Linked DNA regions of Zea mays: all the other regions are linked to region 1. Evidence: chromatin contacts called from public Hi-C data. All regions are on one chromosome and are shown on one strand. Each heading gives the region's core, a stretch centred on a gene start, on an enhancer-like site or on the middle of the called end of the contact. The rest is flanking DNA. Distances are from core to core; before and after follow the strand shown. Region 1 holds the start of LOC100280285 (pectinesterase). Region 2 has its middle 81 kb from the start of LOC103650113. Region 3 has its middle 44 kb from the start of LOC103650113.

The links. A called contact is a pair of places that touch in the nucleus more often than the background predicts.
Region 2: a Hi-C map of ear shows a contact between it and region 1, with 2.2 times the contacts expected there. The contact joins the enhancer-like site here to the promoter of LOC100280285 in region 1. A contact is called at or near these places in 6 of 25 Hi-C or Micro-C datasets (bundle sheath, ear, endosperm and 2 more).
Region 3: a contact with region 1 is called in a Hi-C map of leaf, with 3 times the contacts expected there. The contact joins the enhancer-like site here to the promoter of LOC100280285 in region 1. A contact is called at or near these places in 7 of 25 Hi-C or Micro-C datasets (bundle sheath, ear, leaf and 1 more) and 1 of 3 datasets of contacts at active chromatin or transcription factors (leaf).

Annotation. Positions count from the first base shown.
Region 1 is chr3:56,808,774-56,811,864 of Zm-B73-REFERENCE-NAM-5.0, forward strand. It overlaps LOC100280285 (pectinesterase), which reads left to right and starts at 1,327. Exons shown (of 2, transcript NM_001153213.1): 1 at 1,327-2,453. The coding sequence starts at 1,454.
Region 2 is chr3:56,608,653-56,611,751 of Zm-B73-REFERENCE-NAM-5.0, forward strand. No RefSeq gene overlaps it. Among protein-coding and RNA genes, the nearest start is that of LOC103650113, 81 kb to the left of the region's middle. Within about 2 kb of position 1,594, at least 16 of the 20 cell types and tissues checked have an H3K27ac peak or open chromatin away from gene starts, as enhancers often do. A contact at or near this core is called in bundle sheath, ear, leaf and 1 more, where this site is marked.
Region 3 is chr3:56,572,507-56,575,461 of Zm-B73-REFERENCE-NAM-5.0, forward strand. No RefSeq gene overlaps it. Among protein-coding and RNA genes, the nearest start is that of LOC103650113, 44 kb to the left of the region's middle. Within about 2 kb of position 1,290, at least 18 of the 20 cell types and tissues checked have an H3K27ac peak or open chromatin away from gene starts, as enhancers often do. A contact at or near this core is called in bundle sheath, ear, leaf and 1 more, where this site is marked.

The sequences.
Region 1 (3,091 bases), core at 77-2,576:
CAAAAAATATGCATGCGGGACATTGGTGGACGCATCCACATGTTTGAGCATAAACATCCTAATTTTAAGCATAAATATTGACATTGGTAAGCATAAAAATCCACAATGTTATAATAATGGTCAGTGTGATATCACGTTTGACATCCCCGTAACAAATGTGCGTGAATTTAGGTGGTTACCATAAAAAATCGAAGCCACGTGAGAGACGTTGTATTCATCATCATAAAAATTCCCAATAGAATGCATAAATAGTGTGCATACAACATAATCATGGAAGGCATAAACGCGGATCGGTGGGAGAACGACGCTGGACGACGACCCTAACGCCACCGGATTGGCGAACATCTCTGAAGCCACCAGATCGAATGTGGTCTTTGTCAAAGGATGCCCGAGACACGCCGGATCAGAGGAGATCATCGTCTTTAGATGCTGTCACGGGCGGTCACCGTCACCATCGCCGCTCGGCATCGGGCCATGGCCGCCGTATACACTCGCGTCGCCGCTCGGCGTCGGGCGGTTGCCGCCGCTCGTGCCTTGTGCAGTTGAGGCCGCCATGACGCTCGCGTCTTGGGGAGCTGCTCGCCGATGTCACCTAGGGCCGCCGCTCACTGACGTTGCCTCGGTCCGCCGCTCGTGCCTCACACCGCCGCTCGCGTCTCGCGCCACATAAAGCCGCCGTTGATGTCCAGCCACCGCTCGCGCCTCAAGCAGTTGTAGCCGCCGTCATGCCCCGAAACCCAATTTCTAGGGGTCTAGGCTATTTTTATAGACGTCTTGGCATGATTCGGCTAATGCCATAAGATAATTTATGCTGATGGGTGGGGGCAAGCTTGCTCGGAGTGCCTATTTCAATTGTTGTCCTAGGCACACAGCCTTGCTGAAAATTGTCCTTCATTATTTGTCCAGCATAGCACAGCACAGCACAAAGCAGTGCAGGTAAGTTACCAGTTTCCCCCTTCTTTCACTTGCTACAGCTCATGGCAAAGAAAAGTTATTTATTAAGGCTAATAGCTTTGAACTGCAGACAACAACATACCTAGCAAACAGCCAGCCACCATGGTTGAGCATGTCAACCTCTGGACTCTGGTTCAGATGACAACAGAACAATGAGCTAGCGAACTCCAGTATACTCTACTCCAGTAGCAATGTAGCATTCCTTTAATTTGTTGTCCATTAACTGACAAGTGACTAAAGACCATCCCTTATTTTTGGCGAGTCCGGCGGATCTCGGTTCCAATTCCAACACCGACACGAAAGGCTCCTACTTGCTGCACATATATAGGTAGGGCCTCTCTACATAGAGATGCATTGCATTGTGCATTGCATTGCATAAACCTCTCGTGGGAAGTGCAAACACCAAATCCGCAATCTATCTATCTATCAGCCATTCAGGCCTGCAGGCTGCAGCTCTCTCCACTGCACACTAGAGCGAGCTGCCACAGACAAGGACACAATGCCACCCATACCCAAGAGAGGCGAGCATCTCCTGGTCCTCCTAATTGTCGCATGCGCTGCCACCGCCGCCACCGCCGCCGGCACCGTCCCCTTCTACCCGTCCGCGGAGTCCGCCGCCGCCGCGCACTGCGACGGCACGCTGTACCCGGAGCTCTGCCTGTCGACACTCGCGGACATCCCGGACCTACACAAGAAGCCGCTCCCGGACGTCATCTGCGCGGCCGTGAACCGCACCGAGGACGTGGTGGTCGCCACGTCCAGCAACTGCTCGTACTACCTGCAGGACAGGTCCCTGTCGGCGCGGGACCGCCTGGCCATCAACGACTGCCTGGAGCTGCTGTCCACCACGATGGACGAGCTCCGCGCCAGCACCGCCGACCTGGCGTCCCCCGCCGGCAGGGGGTCGGCGTCGGCGGGCGTGTCGCAGGGCGCCAGGCGCGCGACGATGGAGCACGTGATGACGGTGCTTTCGGCGGCCATCACCAACCAGTACACCTGCCTCGACGGCTTCGCGTACCAGAGCGGCGGGCGCGTGCGGCGCTACATCGAGCCGACCTTCCACCACGTGTCCCGCATGGTGAGCAACTCGCTGGCCATGGCCAAGAAGCTGCCCGGCGCCGGCGCCTCAGCGGCGCCAGCGCCGCCGCGGCAGCCGTTCACGGGGTACGGGCAGATGGTGAAGGGGTTCCCCCGGTGGGTGCGTCCCGGGGACCGGCGCCTGCTGCAGGCCCCGGCGTCGGCCGTTGCCGCCGACGCGGTGGTGGCCAAGGACGGCAGCGGGGACTACACGACGGTGGCGGCGGCCGTGGCAGCCGCCCCCACCAACTCGAAGAAGCGGCACGTGATCTACATTAAGGCCGGCGCGTACATGGAGAACGTGGAGGTCGGGAAGAAGCACGTCAACCTCATGTTCGTCGGCGACGGCATCGGCAAGACCGTCATCAAGGCCAGCCGCAACGTCGTCGACGGCTACACCACCTTCCGCTCGGCCACAGTCGGTAAGTACACTGCTACTATGTTTGAGTGCTTAATTACATTCTAATTGCTCGCATCGCATCGCGCATTAAATTAAACGACCCGATCCGGTACTGCCTGTTGTGTTGACACCCGAATCCAATTCACCAGTTCATCATTGCAAAAGCGCATGCAGTGTTTGTACTAGTGGGCAGCACCCACTCGCTACTCTGTCCTGAAATTTTTTTTATCTCGGAGCGAAAAGTCAGGGAAGAATTTTTTTTTTTTTGGGGGGGGGGGGGGGGGGGGGGCGTAGAACAACTGCATAAAGTTACCGTAAAAGAGAGATAGAGAGTATAAAAGTATAGGAGGAAGCATGCATACAGGAGTATATCTTAGCTCCTAAGTACTGTAAGTATATTGCCTGTGTTGGCATGGTATTTCACGGGCTGCTAAATTTCTGCCACGAGTGGCAGCAAGCACATGTGCAGCTTTTGCTGCTGCGCTGGTCCAAATAGCACCACCACCGCCGGTCTACCCCACCGATCGATTTGGCTGCTAGCTAGCTTCTTTCGCCGCTGCAATTTCACAGTACAAAGAGCACGAAGCATACCGCGTGTACTAGATTCTTTCGCTTGCCGATTATATACTGTGCGTGCGCGTGCGCGTGCACGCACGACGG
Region 2 (3,099 bases), core at 344-2,843, 200 kb before region 1:
AGACCCGTCGTACTTGGGAATGTTTGCTGGTGCCCTTACCTTTGTAGGGAACTGTGCCTTCTGGTTTGCATGGCCAAAGGTGCGTGGCCTCGACCCGGGTGGGCTGGGGCTATGCTTGTGTCTCTTTTTACGTGATTGCTCGACCTATTCTTGCTCCCGACGCCGATTGTTGATGATTTGTTGGGCATCACACATGTGCTCGATCTTGTTTATTGGGAGGGTTGTGTCCCCCTACTCCAGGATGAGGGCGTGCACGGGTCGTAGTTGTCCACGCCAGGGGGCAACTGACGATCAATTTTGGCTCGTTGCACCACGACTTTCTCCACTAAGTTGCAGAGGTTTTGATACACGCCCTTGCCTCTGGTTCATCGAGGCTCGGGGATGGACCGAAGCATCATGGTTTTCGTGACCATATTCTGACCAAGGTTGAGGAAGTACTGCGCCTCGTTGTGGCCCTCGACGAGCTGGTCACAGACCTTCCTCGCCTGAGGCTTCTTGGCCCAAGGCGCTTCCGCTCGATGTAGTCGTAAACCCGATCGAGTTTACGGACGAGGGTGTCGAGCTCCTCCCAGTGATGGAGGGTGGCATTGCGGGCGAGGATGCGCGCCTAGCATTTGTGCTGGTACTCTTCTTCCTGGTTAGGGGACTCCTCGTCCCCTCCCCCATTGCCGTTCTGTGGCAGTGTTGCCACGAAACAGACCCTTTCAGCCACATCGTCGGCGTCAGAGTCGGACTCAGTCGAGCCGTGGCTCGAGTCTTCCTCGATCAGGTCGAGTACGTATGTTGGTTGGTGGCTAATAACAGCCACGAGTGTTGAAGACGAGGCTCCTATTGCCTGCTGCTTGATGGCGGCGGCGAGCCGATTAAGGTGCCGCTTCTCTGTCTTGCTCCTGGTGGAGCATGTGGGTTCTGCGACTGTGGTGACAGGAATGTCGAGATCGATGAGGCGGAGTTCGTCAGTGACGATGGCGAGGAAGTCAAGGGAGCCGAATGTGATGTGGCTTCCAGGTAGAGATGACAATGGGGTTCGATCCCCGATTCCCCGCGGGGAATTCCTCCATTGGAGGACGGGGATGGGGAAGTTTGTTTCCCCACGAGGATGTATATGGAGAAAATTCTTCTCTTGATGGGTAAACGGGGATGGGGACGGAGAAGTATTCCCCATCTCTGTTCCCTGTGGGACCCATTAAACCTACACATGATGATGTTTTCGTGTACTATTTAATGATAAAAATAAATAATTACATTGTCTAGAGATCAATCATTGTATAAATATATTTATTTTGATGTACGCATAATAATTTATTAAATCTAACAATATGTATAAGTAAAAATATTTTACATTAAAAATAAAGAATGCATGTCTTAATTATAATTTAAACCGACGAGACGGGACCGCACCGTGGAAGAGAATCCGATCTAGCGGCGCGCGACAAACCGCGTTACTCTGGGGCAGGCCGGGAATCGAATCCAGAGAGGAATTTGACTACAGTGGGACCGCGCACAATTCATGCGCAAATTGAAGTCGTCGTCCCAATAATCTACTAGTCGGATCAGATGGGCCTGCACGAGCCATGCTTTGCTGCTCACCTGCTCCGCAGACTACAAGTGTATGCAGGAGCGCGTCGGCAGCGCGGTCCACGTGGTCAGCAGCGGCTATATATGGCCAAATAAATACATCCAGCTAATGCGGCTATATCAGCATTCTGGTCTGGACCCATCAGTAGGTAGATCCCATTCGCTGATATACTTCTTTAGTTAAGCTTCTTGTGCCTACATTTGTTTTCGCCCACACAAGTAAAAAAACCAGCAATGTTTTACTGTCGAAACGTAGGAACTAGACAAAGTTGACCATTAAACTGATTTTTTTATAAGTAAGACTTTATTAATTTCAAAGTGTCGCATCAACTTGATATAAAGAATTAAAATTTCTTCCCGCCTCTACTCATCAATAAGCATACAACCTAAACAAAAGTAGCACACACTCCAGTGACAACCAATCCGACCACTAGATTGTCATCAATAAGCTTGAAAAAAAAGACCTTAGCCACCTGCCCCAAGAAACACGTAGCCACCACAACCGTAGCTTGCTGGTCCGCCTTCTGCAGCACCGTCCATGCACGGAGCCAGTAGGAAATAGCATACATAACCTGCAACGGGGAATAGATCGTTTTTCTCTTAAAAACAAAATTATTTTTGGTTAGCCAAAGAGCCCATCAAACTGATTTTTAAATAGTTTCTCTTTAATTTTCTCTTTGAATTTCAGAAGACTTATTTACCCAAAAAGCTAAACTGATTCATTTGAAGCAGAAAGAAAAGATTCCAATACCAGAGCTTTTCTAAAATATGTAGTCTATTTGATGATGCTTTATTTGGAACTATTAAAGTGCTTGTTTCCACTTTCCAGTGACGGACTCCTTTATTAGCGCTAATGTATCTATACACATGTAGCAAGTAGTAAATTATAGTTAAATGTAGGTAAAGATTAGGCAAAGCTATATGTTTATAGTATAAGTAATATATCTTTGTCTACGCTCTCAAAGATTTCTGGGTCCACCACTGTTTGTTTCTAGTGCTATATCGCTAGTAACTGCACCTACTATTCATTGAAGGAGACGAGCAAAAAGAGGTGAATATGAGCCTAATCCAATTCTCTTTTGATTCCGTCCATTGTCTCAATTTAAATCCCAAAGCGCTCGCGTACAACAAAAGCACCGTGGGAAGTACATGTGCCAAACAGTGGATAGATGTAATCAAGAGAATCACAGAGATGCAACAGAAAAGACTGAAAAAGATAATAAGGATAAGAACAAGAGAATAAGCTCACAAAATGCCGAGTAAAATGGACCTCCTCGGGATGCTATACTATACCGGATCCTCCTGTACGAATATCTGTCTCCCCCATGAGAGCTCAACGTAATAGTTTTCAGCATGAGCAGTTTTGTGAGAAAATCTTAAAACCCTATCAAATGGTATCTAAAATTCATGAAATTTAAACCATAGACTCACACACCATAGGGAAAATGCTCACAAAAAATCAGATCGAAACGTTAAGGTATTTATATTGGACCATCCGATATTGAAGAACTGCACCTTGGA
Region 3 (2,955 bases), core at 40-2,539, 240 kb before region 1:
CTGACAACGGCCGGATGAAACAGGGAGGGCGTGGTTCTTGACCCGATCGATATGATGGCGCTTAGTTAGATTAGAAAACAAGAGAAGCATTGTTATGGATGTCCCGGTTGAATTAGAACAGATAGCGAGATTTTTATATCGACTGGTATAGATATGGTTCCAAAAATCTTTTAGTATCATTTAGTGGCATTAATTGTTACTAACCGATGTTAAAGACTCTTTTTAGTTAAAATAAAAAATATCTCATTTCTAACCAAAAATGTAGAATGGTAAAGAGGGAATATTCGAAGCCATAAGTATTTGAATTCTAGCACACATGTGTACATATTTTATGCAAAATTCATATGACTTTGACTTGTAATGTGCATGTGTGTTAGACAATACATCCTCCATCAATAAATGTTGGTCGTTCTCACTTTTCGAGAAGTTAAACATTTTAACTTTGACTATATTAATATAAGAAAATATTAATAGTCAGTATCATTAGATAGATCTTTGAATCTATTTTTGTAATAAAATTATTCGAAGATACAAATGTTGCTAATATATCCTATAAATCTAGTTGAACTTAAGAAAGTTTGACCGGCACGAATACCTTAGTGACAAACATTTGTGCACAAAAGGAGTAAATTTATAATTTAGTCCTAGTTGTATAGTGTTGGTTACAAATTTAATATTATAGTCAATTCTTAACCAATATTGAATACACTTTCTCTAGAAAAGTAGTGATACTTTTCTTCGGTCCTTATTGTATAGATGATTGAAAATATAATATAATACTATAGCCGATTCTCAATCAATATTCAAGACAATTTCTCCAGTAAAGTAATGAGTTCTTTTACTATCACATCACTAAATTAGAACTAAAAGAAGTAATTTAGACCCTGCTTGAATCCTCAAGAGCTAATTGTTAGCTAACTAATAAATTAATATATTAATTAACTGAGTTAAGCCAGCTAATAAACTAGCTGGGTGAGCTAACCATTAACAATTAGTTAGGAGTGTTTTGTAAAGTTTATAGCTAATTTTAGCAGCTAACTATTAGATTTAGAGGCTTTAACCATGGTCTTACATACTCAGTTTAGTTTAGGCAGCACAGCAGTGGGAGCCCGGCTTATCATCCACTAGGACACCCTAGGGAGCAGAGAATGAGAGGAGTCTGCGCTGCGCGTTCCACACGCGAGCCGCCGGTTAATCTGGCACCGGCGCACTGCACTACACACGCTCCTCGTCTTGGAGAGTTGGAGTTGGATCATGCTTGTCGTTTTCGACGTCCCGCTAGAGTGCTAGACTAGGCGTACGTAGCCGGCCATGGCTGACGGACTCACCTAGCCAACACACTTGCTTTCTGGACCTCTCATACTTGTATAAACTGGGCTTATAGTCTCTTGGGCCTTAGAAAAAGGTCTCCAGCCGAAACGATCCAAGCCGATGTCTAGGGTTAGACCAAATACTCGTGGCTCATCAGCTCGTTCGATTTATAGTCAGTCTGATTTGTTGGCTCGAATCGATTCATTTGAATTTTTTCACGACCTGAGTTAACATCATCTTAGCTCGGTTCATTAACGGACCAACTCAATTTGTTAACAAGCCAGCTTATTACGAGCTAAACGAGCTATCACATTTCAACAAAACGATAAATATGTTATATGTATGTGTGGTGTCTATGGACTGTGAGTTAAACTGACAATTGATGAACTAATATCCATGTGTTAAATTGGTATGTGCGAATATGACTGTGGATTAAATGGATGAACATGTGTGTGAATTGTGAGTTAATGATGAATTGATGAGTTGTGGTCTAAGAAACTATGAGTATAATTACTAATTTCTATCATTAAATTGGTTTGGATTTAACTAGAACTTGATTATTACATATATTATTTTTTTTTTCTGTTGTGGCTCGCGAGCTAAACAAACCGAGTCAAACTGACTCTGTGGCTCATTAGCTTAACGAGCCGAGCCGAACCAGCTCGTTATTTTAACAAGACAGTTCGAACTCGAATAAGCTAAACCAAGTCAGCTATCTCAATATCCAGCCCTACTCATATCGTCACATCGATCCTTCGCAGCCAAGCTAAAGTATTACACGTGCGGACTGCACAAATTTTCACATGGGACCAGTCGGCGTGAAGTGGTATGCCAACCACACGTAAGTGCGAGCGGCCCACATCTATACGAGCGCGGCCCATCGATGCAGAAGTGCGGCCGGAGTAGAAGCGACGAGCGAGTGCGGCTTGTTGATAAACGAGGTATCCGAGATGTGGACCCGAACCCTCTCGTCAGTTATAGACAGCAATTAGAGCTGGACAAAATACTCGTTACTCGCTGGCTCGCTCGGTTTATAGTCAGCTTAGCTCGGCTCGGATCAGCTCGTTTGAATTTTTTCACGAGCTGAGCTGACATCCTAGCTCGGTTCGTTAACGAGCCAGTTCGCGAGCTAAACGAGCTATCATATTCCAGCAAAATGAAACTATATGCATATCATTTACAGAATAATTGATTAACATGTTATATATATATGAGGTATCTATGGTCTATGAATTAAACTAATGATTAATGAATTGTGTCTATGTGTTAATTTGGTCTATGCAAATATAATTATGAGTTAAACTGATGAACATGTATGTGAATTGTGAATCAATGAGTGATAAATTGTGCTAATTTGGTGTTATATTGACGTGGTTTGTGAAACTATGAGTATAATTGCTATTTTCTATTGTTAAATTAGTTTAAAATTAACTAAAAATAATTATTATGAACATTTTATTTTTTTTTCTGCTCTGGCTCACGAGCTAAACTAGCCAGCTCGAGCTCGTAAACGAGCCGAGACGAGATGACTCTGTGGCTCGTTACCTTAACGAGCCGAGCCGAGCTCGCTCGTTATCCACCCCTAACAGCAATTCAGGCGTGTGAAAAATATAGAAGACCCGCTTCCTCCCCTTTCCATATGGT